Regions from separate parts of the Danio rerio genome. Here region 1 is linked to region 2. Evidence: chromatin contacts called from public Micro-C data. All regions are on one chromosome and are shown on one strand. Each heading gives the region's core, a stretch centred on a gene start, on an enhancer-like site or on the middle of the called end of the contact. The rest is flanking DNA. Distances are from core to core; before and after follow the strand shown.

What was found. Hi-C and Micro-C count contacts between places; a contact is called where the count stands out from the background.
Region 1: a contact with region 2 is called in a Micro-C map of caudal fin, with 5 times the contacts expected there. The contact joins the promoter of ora6 here to the promoter of entpd5b in region 2. A contact is called at or near these places in 3 of 18 Hi-C or Micro-C datasets (caudal fin, embryo and hematopoietic stem cells).

The regions. Positions count from the first base shown.
Region 1 is chr20:58,397,198-58,401,752 of GRCz12tu, forward strand. It overlaps ora6 (olfactory receptor class A related 6), which reads right to left and starts at 3,215. Exons shown (of 1, transcript XM_003200787.4): 1 at 1,919-3,215. The coding sequence starts at 3,004. The coding sequence ends at 2,000. All of the region lies in intron 1 of LOC100331694 (bromo adjacent homology domain-containing 1 protein), which reads right to left.
Region 2 is chr20:58,251,741-58,256,690 of GRCz12tu, forward strand. It overlaps entpd5b (ectonucleoside triphosphate diphosphohydrolase 5b), which reads right to left and starts at 1,847. Exons shown (of 14, transcript XM_002665820.7): 1 at 1,279-1,847.

The DNA.
Region 1 (4,555 bases), core at 1,965-4,464, 150 kb after region 2:
ATCAGTCCTTTAGGGCGGCGCTATAAATCATTTAGGGTGGAGCTATCAGTGCTTTAGGGCGGGGCTATCAGTCATTTAGGGCGGGGCTATCATATTTTTAAGTTTGGAGCTATCAGTCCTTTAGGGTGGAGCTATCAGTTCTTTAGAGCAGGGCTATCAATCCTTTAGGGCAGCGCTAGTAATCATTTAGGGTGGAGCTATCAGTCCTTTAGTGCATGGCTTTCAGTCATTTAGGTTGAAGCTATCAGTCGTTTAGGGTGGAGCAATCAGTCATTAAGGGCGTAGCTATCTGTCATTTAGGGCGTGACTATCAGGCATTTAGGGTGGGGCTATCACTAATTTGGGGCGTGGCTATCAGTCATTAAGGGTGTGGCTATCAGTCATTTAGGGCGCGGCTATCAGGCATTTAGGGTGAGGCTATCACTAATTTGGGGCGGAGCTATCCGTCCGTTAGGACAGGGCTATCAGTCCTTTAGAGCGGCGCTATTATTCATTTAGGGTGGAGCTATCTGTCATTTAGGGCGTGACTATCCGGCATTTAGGGTGGGGCTATCACTAATTTGGGGCGTGGCTATCAGTCATTAAGGGTGTGGCTATCAGTCATTTAGGGCGCGGCTATCAGGCATTTAGGGTGGGGCTATCACTAATTTGGGGCGGAGCTATCAGTCCGTTAGGACAGGGCTATCAGTCCTTTAGAGCGGCGCTATTATTCATTTAGGGTGGAGCTATCAGTCATTTAGGGTGGAGCTATCAGTCCTTTAGGGCGGAGCTATCAGTCATTTAGGGTGGAACTATCAGTCCTTTTGGGGCGGAGCTATTAATCTTTTAGGGTGGAGCTATCAGTCCTCTAGGGGCAGAGCTAATAATCCTTTAGGGTGGAGCTATCAGTCCTTTAGGGCAGAGCTATTAATCCTTTAGGGTGGAGCTATCAGTCCTTTAGGGCGGAGCTATCAGTCATTTAGGGTGGAACTATCAGTCCTTTTGGGGCGGAGCTATTAATCTTTTAGGGTGGAGCTATCAGTCCTCTAGGGGCAGAGCTAATAATCCTTTAGGGTGGAGCTATCAGTCCTTTAGGGTGGAGCTATCAGTCCTTTAGGGTGGAGCTATCAGTCCTTTAGGGCGGAGCTATCAGTCATTTAGGTTGGAGCTATCAGTCCTTCTGGAATGGAGCTATTAATCTTTTAGGGCGGGGCTATCAGTCCTTTAGGGGCAGAGCTATTAACCCTTTAGGGTGGAGCTATCAGTTCTTTAGGGCGGAGCTATTAATCCTTGAGCGTTGAGCTATCAGTCGTTTAGGGTGGAGCTATCAGTCGTTTAGGGTGGAGCTATCAGTCATTTAAGGCAGGGCTATCAGTCAGTTAGGGTGGGGCTATCAGTTATTTAGGGTGGAGCTAGCAATACGTTAGTTTAGGGCTCTCTGTACTTTAGGATGGAGCAATCAGCGGGTACCTCGTTTCTGCTCTGCCTTCATCTACTCGTCAATCTTCCTTCATTTTGTTAGTAATTTTCCAACAATCCAGTCGCTCGGTTCCCAAAGACAAACATTATTTCTCATGTCAGGACTGTTTAGAGTGAATGCATCCCACAACAGAGGACAAACACCATCTTAACTTCTGTTTCATGATGACTTTAAGTATGACAATGTGAGCTAGCAAAACAAACACAGAACATTTAGATTTCAAGACAAATGTAATGTAAACACACCCCTGTAATAATCCTCCGCACTACAAGAGCTTTACACTGAAGAGGGCGAAGATCCAGATGTGTCTGCTCCATCATCATCATCATCATCATCATCAGTGTGTGTGATGAGGAGGAGGAGTGTGTGTCTGTGTGTGTTTGTGAGTGGATGATGAGGAGAAAACAAAGCGTGAGGAGAGAAGATTCAGGTGTCTCTGCTCCATCATCATCTTCTGTGTGCGTGTGTGTGCGTGTGTGTGTGTGTGTGTGTGTGTGTGTGTGTGTGTGTGTGTGTGTGTGTGTGCTCCTCTAATAATCCTCAGCAGTATAAGCGCTTTATGCTGAAGAGGTCGTTGCCGATGCCGTAGACGTACGGGCTGAGTGCGGTGTAAATGGTGGTGATGAAGAACTCCACCTCCGCCCACAGAGGGAAGCTGTAGGGGTCAAAGGCCAAATGCAGGAGCAGATACACACTCCAGTCCAGCAGGAAGAGCAACATGGCCGCCAGGATGGCCAGCGTGCTGCGCAGGAGAGAGGAGTGGTGGTGATGAGGGTGGGGCTCCTCCGCCTCTCGAACCCGCACGGCGCGCTGCTGCGCCAGCAGGACCCGCACCATCAGCACACTCGTCACCGTGACGACCAGCAGCGGCAGCACCACACACACCAGCAGGAACACGTACTTGTAGATGTGTGTGAGACACGGGGAGGAGGACGGGCACTGGAAGAAGTCCACCGGGCAGCGCTCGAGCGAAGAGTTGGAGACACTCCAGTGTGTGTTAACCAGGAGCGTGGGCAGACCGAAGGCGAGCGCCACACACACACACAGCACACACATACACACCGCCCAGCGCAGGCTGTCCAGCAGCACGGGCACGTTCACATGCGAGAACACGTCGTGGAGCTTCTGGTGACGGTAGATGCTGATGAGTGCGGTGAAGAGCACGCTGCAGACCTCCCCGAACACCGTCAGGAAGCGCAGCGCGCGGCAGGAACACACACCGATGCAGGACGGAGAACACAGCAGCAGAACATCATACACATCCACCATCACCAGCTGCTGCAGGTTGGCGGAGCACAGAGCCAGCAGGAACAGCTCGAACGACTTCAGGTGTGTGTGTGTGTGCAGGATGGAGACCAGGAGCAGTGTGTTTCCCACAACACCAATGATGGAGATGAAGAGGCGCAGAGAGAGGAGATTCACCTGTATCTGCTCCATCACCATCACCTGTGTGTCGTGTCTGTGTGTGTGTGTGTGTGTGTGTGGATGAGAAGGAGGAGGCGGAGTGTGTTTCCCACAACACAGATGACGGAGAAAACAAAGCATAAGGAGAGGAGATTCAGCTGTTTCTATGTTTATACTAATCTCTAAACAGGGCTCGAAATTAACCTTTTTGCTTGGTAGCACCGGTGCTTCTAACTTTAAAAATGTAGGCGCATCAGGCAAAATTTAGTCGCACCCACCAATTATGAGCACCGTTACTACAAGTTTTATACAAACATATTTATTGCATTTGAAACCAACAGTAATCAAACTAACAAGCAAAAAAAAAAAAAAAAAAATATATATATATATGCAAGCGTGAGGAAAATATGTCTCAACGAAATCCCGTTATCACAAGAAAAAAGATTTTTATAACATAACTGAGTGACCAAAGCATACACGGAGCGCTCACCGGCCCTGCACACACTGCTGGACATGAATGAATCTGTTAAGGGTATAACTGTGCTGTTCTCACGGGTGCTGTCTGATATTGCACTGATGCTTTTGACATATACTGTACCTTATTATATGCATACGTCATGTTAATAGCAATACTTTTCATGAGTAGCGATGTTAGTTTACTCAGTGTAAGGCCGTTTGTGATGGTGTAGATGGTGTTTAATTTTACATATAGCTGCCACTTGCACGGCGGACAGCATCTGGCGATTTATATGAAGGAATAAACAGAAGCTCTCGTGCTAGATGTGGCAAACAGTTACCTGAAAACTCCATCCCACAGACTTTTCACAGCGGACTTGAAGCCAATGGAAGTCTTCTACTCCTGGAAAAGTGTAGATGGTGGATTAACATTCAGCACATGATCACCAGTACGTTGTGTCATTATTTGTGACTAGATGGTTTCTAAAACTAAATCTGTCAGTGGTATCTTCATTCTCATCGTCAGCGCTTTACAGTTTTTCGCAGTAGCAGCTCTCTCTGTCATCCCAAGCCAGAAGGCATTGACTGAGTGATTGACAGCTGATGATTCAGTGCTAGAGCAATGGGCCAATAAGAAGAGCGTGAAGGCGGGACAAGCATTACGGTCTTGGATTTGTTTACTGCAGCAGGTTGACATGGCAACTGTTTTAAACCATTCCTGAGCGCTGCGTTTCGCCTTTCAAGTGCAGACAAAGAGCTTAGAGATGCAATCTGCGTGAATGTCGCAGAATGTGGTGAACATTTTGCAGTAAAAACGGGTCGCACACAACAATTTTAAGCACTCGCAGAAATGCTCCCAAATATATTTTAAGGGTGCATATGCGACCAAAATGGACGCAATTTCTAGCCCTGCCTAAAGTTGGGTCAGTATGGAAAGCACAGATAAAAGAAAGCAGTGATTTCCAGATGTACTCTGACTTGAGTTTCACTGCAGACTATATGAACACAAAATATTGGATGTTTTGTCAGGAGCAGAGATGGGCCGAGGATCACCAACAAATACGAGAGAAAATGACTGAGATGTTCAAACACAATGCTCCTCAGAGCAAGAGAGGAAGACATGTGGATATTTCACCTTCAACAGTGCAGAACATCATTAAAGATTGAAGGAATCTGGAGGAGTTTCAGTGCGTAAAGGACACGAGCGCAAGCCTAAGCTGAACAACCGTGACCTCC
Region 2 (4,950 bases), core at 597-3,096:
CCCTTAGTTAATAGCCTCAGCCACAGTTAATCCAGTGTGCATGGTGTACAGAACAAGCTCAGAACTTCAAACTAGCACTCAGTTGGCATCACTTTAAGTTGCAGCAGTTTTGTTCCATGCAGAAACACAGTGTTGAGAAGCTTCATGATTAATTAACTGTGACGAATTATAGTGTGGTTAAAAGTGAAATCGGTTAATGATTGCATCCCTAATTATACACACATATTTCTCTCGCACAACCCAACACTAAACAGTGTGCAGATTTATTTGATGAAAAAAAAACTCATATCAGCAACGTCCTCATAATTCACCCTATAATAACACCTGTGTCATACCTATGACATTACACACACACCTGTACTCATACATCACACACACACTAGAGCTGTGCAATAGGATAGTGCATATCATTCATTCGTTTTCTTTTCGGCTTAGTCCCTTTATTAATCAGGGGTCGCCACAGCAGAATGAACCGCCAACTTATCCAGCATATGTTCTACGCAGCGGATGCCCTTCCAGCTGCAACCCATCACTGGGAAACACTCATACACACTCATTCGCACACATACACTACGGACAATTTAGCCTACCCAATTCCCCTGTACTGCATGTGTTTGGACTGTGGGGGAAACAGGAGCACCCGGAGGAAACCCACGTCAACATGGGGAGAACATGCAAACTCCACATAGAAACACCAACTAACCCTGCATTTGTCATGACGAACCACGTGGAGTCTGATCTTTTCGATTCAGATGTGTGCCACCTTCATATGTGCTATTAAATCAGACACAGATCTGATGCTCTGCAACATAACTAGCACACAGGTTGATAATGTGTCCCAAAAAGTGAAGGTTGTTTAGGGCTGTGCGATCTGGGGAAAATATCTAATTGCGATTTTTTTTGAGATATCGCAATTTCGATTTGATTTGCGATTTATTTTGTAGTCAAGCTTCAGCTCAATAATCTGTACCGTAGCTTCCTACTGATAAATGAATGTTAGTTAAATAAAAATGAAAAGGGAAAATCCCTTATTTTCACATCCCAATGTTGACAGAGGCGGTTCATTCCGCTGTGGCGACCCCAGATTAATAAAGGGACTAAGCTGAAAAGAAAATGAATGAATGAATGAATGAATGTTGACAGGTATGGCTCTAACACACACACACACACACACACAGAGAGAGAGAGAGAGAGAGAGAGAGAGAGAGAGAGAGAGAGAGAGAGAGAGAGAGAGAGAGAGAGAGAGAGAGAGAGAGAGAGAGAGAGAGAGACACTCGCCTCAGCTCGGTGTGGTGTTCTCCGTCAGCAGGGTTGGTGTGGCAGCAGCTGCTGGGCTCCAGATGCCGATGATCATGTTGATTTTGACCGCAGCAGAATCAGCACTCGCGGCTTTGCTGAACTCTCACATTCTGCGTGTTTCTGTCGGTAAACAGCGCTGATCTCACACTTTATTCTGCGTGTTTCTGTCGGTAAACAGCGCTGATCTCACACTTTATTCTGCGTGTTTCTGTCGGTAAACGGCGCTGATCTCACACTTTATTCTGCGTGTTTCTGTCGGTAAACGGCGCTGATCTCACACTATTCTCCACGGCGGTTTAGTCTTATTATAGTTGTTTATGTGCTGCTAACAACACCTCGCTAACTCGCTAAACTCACTCGCAAACTTTCCTGCGTCAATTAAAACACCACAAAACTCGATCAGACTGTTGACACACAGGTCAGCTTTTGAATCCTGAAGGTCAGCGCCGTGTTTCTGAGGAGATTTAACGCATTTATTGACGGTTTATCTTATCATTTCACGGCGCCGGTGTTTGACTGAAGCAAGTTAACAGCTCCGGCTGAACTCCACTTGATTGACAGCAGCAGGTGGTGACGCAATGCCGTGTGGGCGTGTCCAGAGGTAAAGCGCGCAAAACCAGAATCAAAACACGTCAATATGATAACATTACTGAAATCAACATGGCACACAGTACGAGGTGTAGTGTTTACAGACGTTTTGTCTTAGTTCTAGTATTTATATATAAAAGCATCTTTTAGTCAGGCAAAAAATGTAGTCTTGTTTTACAGAATTTTATCAAAATGAACAGGCTTCGTGACTTTACCAAGACTTTCAAAGTTTCATGTCATGTCTACATATACATGTTAAACAATAAGAAAATCAGTGTACGTTTAATTTTTATAGCATATTGTAAAACATGCGACAATCTATTAAGTTTACATTGATTTTTAAATGGGTGGCACGGTGGCTCAGTGGTTATCACTGTGGCCTCACAGCAAGAAGGTCTCTGGTTTGAGTCTCGGCTGGGTCAGTTGGTGTTTCTGTGTGGAGTTTGCATGTTCTCCCTGTGTTGGCATGGGTTTCCTCCGGGTGCTCCGGTTTCCCCCACAGTCCAAACAAATGCGCTATAGGGGAACTGATCAACTACACTGGCCGTAGTGTATGAGTGTGTGTGTGTGTGTGTGTGTGTGAGTGAGAGTTATTTGAGTGAGATGAGTGAGATTATTTGACTGCAAAAGAAACTTACTTTAATTTCTGTCAAACAGAAAATAGTTAAAGACAACTAACACACATTTTGAACACATCAAACATCTTGAGCATCCTTTAACACACAAAAATTACAATGATGATGTAAATGACTGAAAATAGAACAAAGTGCACTAATGACATGTGAAACACGACAAATAGTTCATCACATTATTAATAAAAATCTATTTAATCATCAGTAAACACTGCATACAGGTTAAATAGGTACTGTAAGCATCTATATTTACCCAATATTAGCATTTAAATATATATTCAAGTAAACAGATATTTGTTTACATTTCCATGACTTTCCCAAAACCTTGTGGGTTTATCTGTTTTCCCAAAATATATTCCATGATTGTACAAACCCTGAATTAAGTTTTCCTTTAAAATAAGCAAAGGAATTGGCCAGTGGTGTAAGAAAAATAAAGTTATTTCAAACCAAAAACAAGATGATTTCACTTCCCCCATTGGCAGATTATTTTACTTGTTTTAATTAAAAACTCACCATCTTTGACTAAGTATTGTTGAGAGCAAGACAGTATTTTTTGCTTGTACTCTTTGAATTTTTATATATTTGGTCTAGAAGCAAAATGCAAACTTCTTTGCAGTGTTGTCACTAAGGTGGCCCCTCCCTAAAGGGATAACACACACAGCTTTCTGCCGCTACCTGCCGAGTGAATATAAGTTTCCGGGAAATGTGGAGGGTTTTTTCTCTCATTCGCCGTGCGGTAGCAACACTGCATGAAAAATACACGTTTCCAGCAATTCCTCAAATCAAATATCTCATTTGTCACGAGGGGCATGAATGAAATTGCTGAATGAAAGAGCCAAACTGCAGTTAAAGTCCAACATTTAATCATTTGCCAAATGACTCGATTACTGATGTCCATGTAAACACAGTCACTGTCTTTCTCCCAAACCGACTCTCCCATTTTTGTGCAAATTTTTACAGACCATCCCTCTTTTGCTCCTCCGACACGCCTACTTTCCTGACATTTTCCACAGTAGAGGTGTGGAAAAACCCTGCTGAAACAAGGGGGTTTCATGACCCTTTAAATGCTTAAATAAATATACTAATAATAATAGAAAAATCATATGATCAGTTAGTCCTGACAGCATGTTTTTGAGTCATTTAAACTTATTAAACTAAGTCAATCATGTTTAAACTTAATTTTATAAGTTACGCAAGCTTTTTAAGTCTGTTTAACATTATAAGTTCAATGAACTCATAAAGTTAATTTGATACATTTAACAATTGAAGTTAACCAGAATTTGTTTTTACAGTGTACATTGATATGATTTAATTGAATTAAAAACATATTATATTTGTAAGTCATTAAGTTTCCTAGTGTTATTTCATTCATTTTTATCTATTTAGTTTACATTTATATATATATAGAAATGTGAAATGATTTAAATAAATAAAATAGCCCCAGCCAGGATTTTTTTTTACATCTAAAATTATTATTATAATTTAATCGTGACCTGTTTAAAGCCAGATGAATTACATCTTCTGAAGCCATTAATTTTTTATAACTCAGCCCCTCTCAGATTTTGAGACACCGAGTGTTGAGATAACCTGCATGCACAGGAATGCCATGTTCCCTGTCTGAAGCACATCTTCCACATCTGAGTTTCAGCTGAGGATGATGCAGCTGTAGAGACAGCACATCATGATAAATAACTCAGATGCTGCTTCAGACAGGCTTTAATTCACTGAAAAGCATTTAAACCCGATCCGAATTCGGCGCAGGTCTCTCTCGTCTCCACAAAGGCGTTTTCTCTGACGAAGCCCTGCTGAATTCATCAACTCTACTATGGCGAAGGATTGCTCATTAATATTCATGAGCTCCCGCTCTGCCATTGAAGGACAGGAGCGCAACGTCAGCGCGAGCCAATTAATATTCCAAAGCTGCGCTTCTCATTGGTAAATAAAGATGTGAAAATAAATAAATAAATAAATAAATAAAACAATTGTGTTTAAAACATTATTAGGTTTATTTATACAACAGATCTGACATAATTCAAAGTGCTTTACAAAAATTCATTAACATTGCTGAAACATTACAGAATACCTTAAAAAAATTATTCAACTAATGGATGGCAACAAGCAAACGATATGAAATTAACATCACATAATGATAAAATAAAAATAAAACAGGGTTTAAAATAATGGTTCAGAAACATTACACAAATTCACCGAATTAAAAACTAGGATGGCAAAGACTCGTCATCAGGTTTCTTTGAGTAATATAAAATTCTGTACTTCTCATTTGAAGATAGCAAAGATCATCATATGAGAAAATAATGCATACAATATAATAAAAATAAAACAATGGTGTTTAAAAACATTGTTCAAATATTACAGATCACATTAGGTCTTAACAAAAACAATTCAATTAATAAATAGAATCAAAATCAAC